3 separate regions of the Mus musculus genome follow, and regions 1 and 2 are each linked to region 3. A link is a contact called in public HiChIP or PLAC-seq data. All regions are on one chromosome and are shown on one strand. The core of a region is the stretch at or near the end of the contact, and the rest is flanking DNA. Distances in the headings are between cores, read along the strand shown. Region 1 has its middle 22 kb from the start of Rab6b. Region 2 holds the start of Slco2a1 (solute carrier organic anion transporter family, member 2a1). Region 3 overlaps Amotl2 (angiomotin-like 2).

Evidence for each region. HiChIP or PLAC-seq counts read pairs in DNA pulled down with a chosen protein or histone mark.
Region 1: a contact with region 3 is called in a FOXA1 HiChIP or PLAC-seq map of pancreatic cancer cells. The contact joins two enhancer-like sites. A contact is called at or near these places in 1 of 39 promoter capture datasets (cranial neural crest), 1 of 484 Hi-C or Micro-C datasets (muscle stem cells), 2 of 115 datasets of contacts at active chromatin or transcription factors (embryonic stem cells and pancreatic cancer cells) and 1 of 9 other capture datasets (adipose tissue).
Region 2: a contact with region 3 is called in a FOXA1 HiChIP or PLAC-seq map of pancreatic cancer cells. The contact joins the promoter of Slco2a1 here to the enhancer-like site in region 3. A contact is called at or near these places in 4 of 39 promoter capture datasets (the 3T3-L1 cell line, embryonic stem cells and liver), 2 of 484 Hi-C or Micro-C datasets (embryonic stem cells and pancreatic cancer cells), 2 of 115 datasets of contacts at active chromatin or transcription factors (embryonic stem cells and pancreatic cancer cells) and 1 of 9 other capture datasets (liver).

Annotation. Positions count from the first base shown.
Region 1 is chr9:103,089,121-103,091,820 of GRCm38.p6, forward strand. It overlaps a transcript of Slco2a1 not described here. Among named protein-coding and RNA genes, the nearest start is that of Rab6b, 22 kb to the right of the region's middle. Within about 2 kb of position 1,426, at least 49 of the 459 cell types and tissues checked have an H3K27ac peak or open chromatin away from gene starts, as enhancers often do. A contact at or near this core is called in pancreatic cancer cells, where this site is marked.
Region 2 is chr9:103,007,061-103,009,760 of GRCm38.p6, forward strand. Slco2a1 (solute carrier organic anion transporter family, member 2a1) reads left to right here and starts at 1,427. Exons shown (of 14, transcript NM_033314.4): 1 at 1,427-1,655. The coding sequence starts at 1,560.
Region 3 is chr9:102,730,076-102,732,870 of GRCm38.p6, forward strand. Amotl2 (angiomotin-like 2) reads left to right here. Exons shown (of 10, transcript NM_019764.2): 8 at 1-101; 9 at 718-894; 10 at 1,573-2,795. The coding sequence ends at 1,631. Among named protein-coding and RNA genes, the nearest start is that of Gm5627, 8.2 kb to the right of the region's middle. Within about 2 kb of position 1,331, at least 57 of the 459 cell types and tissues checked have an H3K27ac peak or open chromatin away from gene starts, as enhancers often do. A contact at or near this core is called in pancreatic cancer cells, where this site is marked.

The DNA.
Region 1 (2,700 bases), core at 176-2,675, 360 kb after region 3:
CCTCGTCCCAGCCTATGATGGGAGCCACACTAGTATGTCTGAAAATGTAGAATCCTAGGCATGTGGAGCATGCCTTTAATCCCCGTACTTGGGAGGCAGAGGCAACTGGGTGTGTGAGAGTTCGAGACCAGCCTGATCTACATGATGAGTTCCAGGACAGCCAGGGCTACATATTGAGACCTTGTCTTAAAAAAAGAGAAAGAAAGAAAGAGAGAGAGAGAGAGAGAGAGAGAGAAAGAAGGGAGGGAGGGAGGGAAGGAGGAAGGAAAGAAAGAAAGAAAGAGAGAGAAAGAGAGAGAGAGAAAGAAAGAAAAAAAAGGAAGGAAGAAAATGAAAATGAAAAAAGAAAAAGAAAAAAAGAAAGAGAAAAAGAAAGGAGAACTCCAAAATCAAGGAAGCAGCCAGCAGAGAGCTTTCACAGAAAGCCCAGGTCTTTCTGGCTGCCCCAAGCCCCTCTCTTCTTATAAGTCATTCTGAAGTTAGGGCAAGCCTTGGGTAATGAGAAGCCCGCCTCTTTTCCCATTGAAGTTCATTGGCTGGTGAGAAGAAAGAGGAGGGATCTCTTTAGGGTTGTGTAGGTTGGGTGATAGAGGTTGGGAGACCAGGTGATGTCTCAATTATTTACATTCTAGTCAAGCATCCCAAGAACATTGTAACTATTCATCAAACAAAATCCAGTGAGCCCTCTGGGTACCACAAGGTAAAGACCAGACGTGGAGAAAAGGGACAGAGAGGAGAAAACTTGGAGAAGCAGAGCCATGAGATTGAAGCACAGACCTTTGGGGAAATGTCCCATCTGGTAACTGCTTATCATGTTCTCGCTTAAGAAACAAAGCCATGTTGTATTTGCCTTCAACACTTTCAAAGATGGAGAGATGCAGCTAAGCTGGGTCCTGAATTACTGTCAACTTGATAGTAAAATATTGTATTACAGCTTCCCAGAGAGATTGGCAGTGGTATGTGTATGTGTGTGTGTGTGTGTGGGGGGGTAATCCTTGCAAATCCAGAAGAAAAAAAATTCCTATCTTTCCCAGCCACAGGGACTAAACATTGGAGGTAAAAATGTCCATTCCCTGCCAAGAAGGCCAGATTTGCTAACCTTTCATCGGTGATTAAATATGTAAACAGGTCCTGGGCAAGCCCTTGGCAAATCATTAATGAGAGAAAGCCTTCCTCTCGTGACAGGCCCGGCCCATTTATCAACCTCCACACCCATTCCCAGCCCTGTTTGGTGGCCACAGGACACAGGGCTCTCTACCTTGACAAAGTCTCTGCTCCTTAGGCACCTGCTACACTTTGATAACAATAATAAAATGTACATAGTTCGCTACAGTTTGCCAAGCCATGCATTTATTTACTGAACTCCTCAAACCACCCAGAAATAGGCTTGGCTAGGCTTCAGTCACATGACACAACACACCTTTATCTCTTGTTTGCACAAAGCCCGTGGCTTGTTTGGGTGACTCTCCAGGGCAGTGGCTTCCAAGGGTGGCTCAGAATGCCAGCTATTTGGACTTGAGGTACCTCTGTTTCATCAATCCACAATTAATGAGGCAGGAAAGGAAGCTAAGAAGGTCTCGCCATGGGAAGCAAGTGTTTTGGCCAGAAGGCGCATAGTCTTTCTGCTCCCAGGCGCTTGGCCAGAACTAGTCTCACGGCATTATCTAACTGCTGTACAGATGGAGAAATATAATCCTCTGTGCTCAGAGAGGAGAGGAGCAGACTTAGGCAAGTGCTAGAATCTTCCACCATGGGGAGTGATTCTAGGTGAACCAATATGCTCTCTGAGACCCTTCAGTCTTGTCAGGCTGTTGGAAGAGGGATGAATACAGTCAGAGGGAGGAAGCATCCACAGCGGATCCCTAGAGGAGAAAAGATGATATCTCAGCAAAGCCAAGGCTGCCTTAGAGATGGAAAAGTGGAGAGGACAGGCCCAGAAGAGGCAGAGCTGATGGATCAGAGGTTTAGAGATGCAGGGTCAGGAAAAAGGTTCTCTTTAGTTGACAAAGACTTAGGCAAAGGATGAGAAGGCGGAGGAGCTAGGGGGGATGACAGTTGATTGAGCATGCCCCCCAAGGGGCGGGGCTTATCTCGAGGGGAGGAGTCTCACCCAGAGCTTCTTCCTGAATGGTGAGGCCATCAGGACCATCACATCGATAAATGAGGTCCCCTCCGGTTGTCAATCACATTTTATTTGTTTGGTAGCTGGTGTGTGCAAGAACCCGCCATGACACATTTCCTGACCTTGCAGCGTGTATACTTTGACCTAGGGTAGGAACTTGACCAAGTGCTGTGGATTCCATTGGGAAATCAGAGAAGGGACCAGGGCTGGTTTCGAGGGTCAAGAGTGTAGGGAGAGAGGACAGCTAAGTTGTGAACAAAGGTAGAAAGGCGAGCAAACCTGTGCACATTCTGAGAATCCCCTGATCAGGGAACCTGAAGGAGAACAGGAGTAAGGCTAGAAGGGTAGGGTCTAGGCTTAGCGGGGGCCCCTTAGGCGTCCTTCGGGACTGGCTTAGACCAGCCCATTCAAAGCCTGGAGAATGGCCTTAGAGACCAGTCAACCAGTCCCAGAAGGGCGTTCCTACCTCAAAATACAGCCCCGGGTCCCTGAGAGGGAACTGCTACACCCCAGAGACCAGAAGAGCCGTCCTCCTGAGCAGCCCCAGCCAAAGTTGGCTCCACTATATGTCCTCTCTC
Region 2 (2,700 bases), core at 177-2,676, 280 kb after region 3:
CTGAGTTCTGGGTCTAGTTCTATTACTTCCTTGCAGTGTGGCTTTGGTCCCTCTAATTGATCCCTCTGGCATCCTTACCTGTAAAGTCCAGATCATCAAAGCAACCCTCTCTCACTTAGATCTAGCACTGGTGGTACAAGAAATCTACATAGCATCAGGCACAATCCACCATGGATGGGGCCTTCTGTGTCCAGTGTACACTGTCACCTCTAACTACCTGTGTCCCACGGTGGTCCAGTGAGCCAGTCTGTCTGTACTTTTCTCTGCAGGTGAACAAAGCAACGAAGAAGTTGCCCACTGTCCAACAGCCTCTGGATTATTGCTGTGTCCAGAGTCCTTGGCCTCGCTTGCTAGTGCGTAGGAAGAAGTCCCCAGACCGACCAGACCAGAGTTGAGAAAACATCAGCCTTCAGAAATAACGAAGCAGTGGGCTCCATCCTTCACCCATATTGTTCTCCATATTGACAGCATCTTTTCCTGGGCTGGGCTGGAAGAGGTGGTTCTGCCCAAGACAATAGAGTAGGAAGCTGGAAGGGCGCCTCCTCCGAACTGCCTCAAGAGCTTTTGCGGGATCTATTTTGTCTTTTTCTGGAAAAGGCTCACCTTCTTTCCCTAAGGTCCCAGTCCAGGAGAGGAAAAAATATCTTGCTCACTCCAGCCTCGCAGAGGAGGTCAGGGTTGGGGCAATCCCTGTCAGACCAGCGCTTCCTTTTGTCCCAACCCCCAGCACTTCAGGCCAGACCCGCTGACACTCGACAGCGCCTGCAGTTTACCTTGGCTCCGGTCCAGTGAGTTTGAGCCCAGCCCTGGGGCGGCCCCCACCTCTCCACCTTGTTACGCCTTCCCACCCTCCTCTGCAGCGCAAAGAGCAGTTTAAATATAAATCAGTCCTCAGCACAAACAGAGCTTGGGCAGCGAGTCTCAGAGCCATCACCGGAACCGAGGGCCCAGGTTTGCGGAGCGAGTGCAGACACGCAGAGCCCTGCTCTGGACAACCCCAAGAGCCACAGAGACTCCTCGCTCCCTTCCATCACCCCGTGCCCCTCGAGTCCACTCTAGCTCCCCACCCCTTCCCCAGTGCCGCGCCCACCTTAAATCCCCAGGTTTCTCCTGGCCTGCAGCCTCCTGCCTCCTCCATACGCGGTCTCCTCTTCCTCGGGGACCCGCCATCTCCCCACACACTACCCCCAACCCTCAACCCTGGCCAGCAGGACCTGATAGGCAGCCAAGGCTCACCCAGCTCGAGTCCCAGAGCCTCTGGGCTTCCGCAGCCGCGACTCCAGGACCCAAGACACCTGCCTGGGGGAGGCGACAGCGGCTGGGCGGGGGCTAGCAGCACCTCTGACACCCGAGGAAGAGAGGGAGGAGAGAGAGCGCGTTTCATCATCGCTGCCACTTATAAAAACTTCTGGGCGCTCACTCTCTCGCTCAGTCTCCACGTCTCGCTCCCCATAGCCCGGCTACCGCCGCTGAAGCCTGAAGCACCCAAGTCCCGCAGAACCTGACCCCGGCCTGTCGCCACCACCTTGGCCCGGTCAGGGGACGTCGCCTCAGTCACGATGGGGCTCCTGCCCAAGCCCGGAGCACGCCAGGGCAGCGGCACCTCCTCGGTCCCAGCCAGACGTTGCTCCCGCTCGGTCTTCAACAACATTAAGGTGAGTAGTGTTGTGAGTAGTGTTCGTGTTCGGGGCAGGAGGGCGGCAGAGTGGGTGACACAACCTAGGACGTCGATGAGGCCAGTCCGGGAGCTCTGGGTTGCACCCGGCTCCCTTCTCTGTCCCCGGTGCCACATCCGTGGGGCCTGGCCCGGCGCGTGAGCGTGAGCGTGAGGGGGCGACACCTCTCTCTCTCTCTCTCTCTCTCTCTCTCTCTCTCTCTCTCTCTCTCTCTCTCTGTGTGTGTGTGTGTGTGTGTGTGTGTGTGTGTGTTGCGCGCATATGCTCATAGGCTCTCGTGGGGAGTAATAATCAGAACAGACGTAACTTTGTAAAGGGGAACTGTCCTGTTCTTCCATGGAGAAAGAACACCTCCAGGGAATTCTGTTGGGTCTCTGCTGTGGGTATGCGCTCTTCCTTAATGAGAAGGGATGCAGAGGAGTTTAGCCAGCACCTTGTGGGCAACAGGCTGTGGGCAGCCTGAGATGCAAGTCAGAGCACAGGCACCTTGTCTCAGTGGATGGTAGAAGCCTGCATTCCTTGCCTGGGTTTTCATCTTTGCAATAGTTGGGAGTCGCAGATTAGATTGCTACCTGGCTGCATAGCTCCCAGCAGTTTTGAGGATTCCCCAGCTCTCCTGGTCTCAAGAAAACAGCAGGCACTCGAGGTTTATGGAGAAAGGCCACCAGAGGTGCCTGTGGCCTGAGAGTTATGAGGAGTTAATAGAAAAAAGAGGAAGCTGTTAGCATGAGAATGCCTTCTTTGGTAAGGGTCAAAAGTAGGGTCCACTTCCCCCAGGTCTTGAAGGACCTGGAATGGTTGCGTCCTCACAATATTTGGGAGAGAGGTTCCTGAAGAAGGTATCTCCTGGAAGGGGCTAGACGACCTTGGTCAGACATCCAGGCGCCCTGGGGTCCGGCAAGCATATGGTGCAGAGAGATTATTTCCCACAATTCCTACCTTAGATGTAATGGGTGCCCAGACCTCACATGGAAGGATTGGAGAAATGTGAACAGGCTATGTGTGTCTAACGGAAAGAGACTGG
Region 3 (2,795 bases), core at 81-2,580:
TGCCAAGTCGGTGCCGTCCATCTTCGCGGCTGCAGTGGGAACTCAGGGCTGGCAAGGGCTCGTATCCAGTGAGCGGCAAACTGATGCACGGCCAGCGGGAGGTATGAGGAGGCTTGGTGTGGGAGGGAAAGGGGTAGGAATTTTGGAATGCATATTACCAGACTCTCAGAATACACGCCCACTGAGACCAGGGCTTCCTGACCCCCTCTTCTAAGGGATCGGGTTTAGCCTTTGGCTCCCGTGACTGCAACCTACATGGGTCCTGCTAGTAGAGTGGATGGATGCTGGATACAGATAGATCTAGGCAAGGGTGTTCCTGAGCAAATACTAAGAAATCCTAGATTCCAGCTACAAAGAAGGGCCACAGAACATTGATGCCTATCCTGACCCCATTTATTCCTATTTTAAAAGAGGAGTCTTGCTGGGCGTGGTGGCGCACGCCTTTAATCCCAGCACTCGGGAGGCAGAGGCAGGCGGATTTCTGAGTTCGAGCCCAGCCTGGTCTACAAAGTGAGTTCCAGTACAGCCAGGGCTATACAGAAAAACCCTGTCTCGAAAAAAAACAAAAAAACAAAAAAAAAGAGGAGTCTTTTCATTCTATTAGACAGCTTGCAAATTAAGAACTACCCAGTCCACCAAGTTTGCTTGGGGTGTCCTCCATTGGGACCGTGTCTCCTACATCAAGCTGTACCCATCAGTGTCCATTCTTTCTTACAGACCGGGTCCCAGCAGAGGAGCCTCCGGCCACAGCTCCTCTCCCTGCCCACACCAAACATGGCAGCAGAGACGGGAGCACCCAGACGGATGGCCCTGCAGACAACACCTCTGCCTGCTTGGCCTCAGAACCCGATGGCCTCCTGGGGTGCAACAGTAGCCAGAGGACACCCTCTCTGGGTAAGCACCCCACTTGGTTAGATGAGGGTTGGGAACATGGTAGAGGTGCAAACTGGAACGCATGGGCCCTGTTTTCCCCACGTTTCCGCAAACTCATCCACTGTGGAAAGCCCCACCGTAGCGAACTGAGGGTTGTTGGAAGTTGTCTCAATGGGAGGCAGGGCCATCGAGCCATTTCAGAAAGAAGGCAACGCAACAGGAAGCACTCTAACTCCTCCAGAGTTGCCCTCACATCCTCCTGTCAGTCCAGGAGCTTGACAAGTGAACTCAATGGTGATCTTGGGTTGGGAAGCTATTTGGAAGAGCCCAGAAAGGAGGAACTAAGCCTTTTCTCTTTCTACTCTTGTTTCACATTTGCCCTTGCATAGCTGCCTGTGTGTGCCCCATGATCTCAGAAAAACCACAGGCATGACAGGAACGCTACAGCCTGCTTCTAACCCTGGGAGCACCCTTCCACTGATCATTCAAGCTAGTTCAGAGTCTAAACACAGGCATGGGCTTCCTCGGCAGAGGGGAGGGGGCACAGCCTTGTGCTTAGTTGATCAAGGGAAGAGGAACCTAAGGGCTGAGGCAGCTTAGGGGAGGGGGTCTTGTTTAAAAAAGACCCTGTGTTGGGAGCTGAGGAGAACAAGTGGATAGTACTGACAGCATACACTTGTCTTCTTGTTTTTTCTCCAGACTCTATAGCTGCAACCAGAGTCCAGGATCTGTCAGACATGGTAGAAATACTGATCTGAAGGAAGGAGGCAGTGCCTTGGGGACCCCGAAGCCTGGCTCCCTCCTGGCATTCCGGCAGTTGTCTTCAAATGCTGTGCCTCACATCCTCCGACCAGTGATGCCTTGGTGCATGGGGCTCAGAGAGGAGCACCCCAGGGGAGCTAGCTAGAAAAGCCTGCACCCCCTAGAAGACTGCTTTTTGGCCTATATTTCTCCTATGACAATGAGGAAGGAAAAGCCAGACATCACCTGCAGCCGGAGGCCTGTTGCTGGGGCAGAAAGGAGCTGAGCCCCCTCCGTCCTGCCTGAAGGAAACAGCGGATTCTGACGCCCAAGAATGGCTGGGCACCAGCCGAGCGGTCTGCAGGGATCGTTAGGCCAGCTATGGTGTTCTGTGGCTAAGCATGGCTCCAGCCAACACTATCTGCTCTTCAGTCCCTGACTGACTTCCTCAGATCACTAAGACTTGAATCCTTGGGAGGTGGGGGACGATGGGAGTGTGAGTCTTTCGGGAGCCACCAGCATGTCCCCTTGGAGTAGGTTAGAGGTCACTTGAGAGGCCCCGCAGAGCAGTGTGTTTTGTATATAATTCTTTTTCCTTGGGAACAGAAGACTAAGCGTGCCGGTTCAGAGTCTCCTCCAGGGCTGTGCTGCCTGCCCCTGCTGCCACAGTTCTTGAAACATGTGACAGGTCTACCAGATGTTCCTCTGCCTGCAGTTCCTGGCTGTGGATTTTGATACTGGTTGGCTTTCCTCTGCTTTTTAAATCCCTGTGTTTCGTGCCCATGGGATTCTTATCACCAGCCTTTGTGAATGGCTCCACAGCTCCTATCCCTGGGACATCCTGTCAGTTTGGTTATAAACTGAGCCAGATGTGATGAGCCACCACAAGCGGACATCTGTCATGCCCAGCACCAGGTTCTCTTTGAAGAAACTGGAGAAGTTGTTCTCATAAATGTATTCGTTCCCACCAGCAGGGACTGGGAGAGGGAGCTATGTTGTTAAAACGAATCAGTGAACTTAAAGAAAAGTCCTCATTATGGTGCCCCCACCACAGAATGGCACCCTTAGAGGCTGGCTCCTCAAGTTTTGGTGCCCCAGCCCTGAAGCAGGGCCAGCTACTTGGAATTAGGTGAACTACCCCCACGTGGCAGACCACCAGCAGCAGTGACTTTGACTTCTGG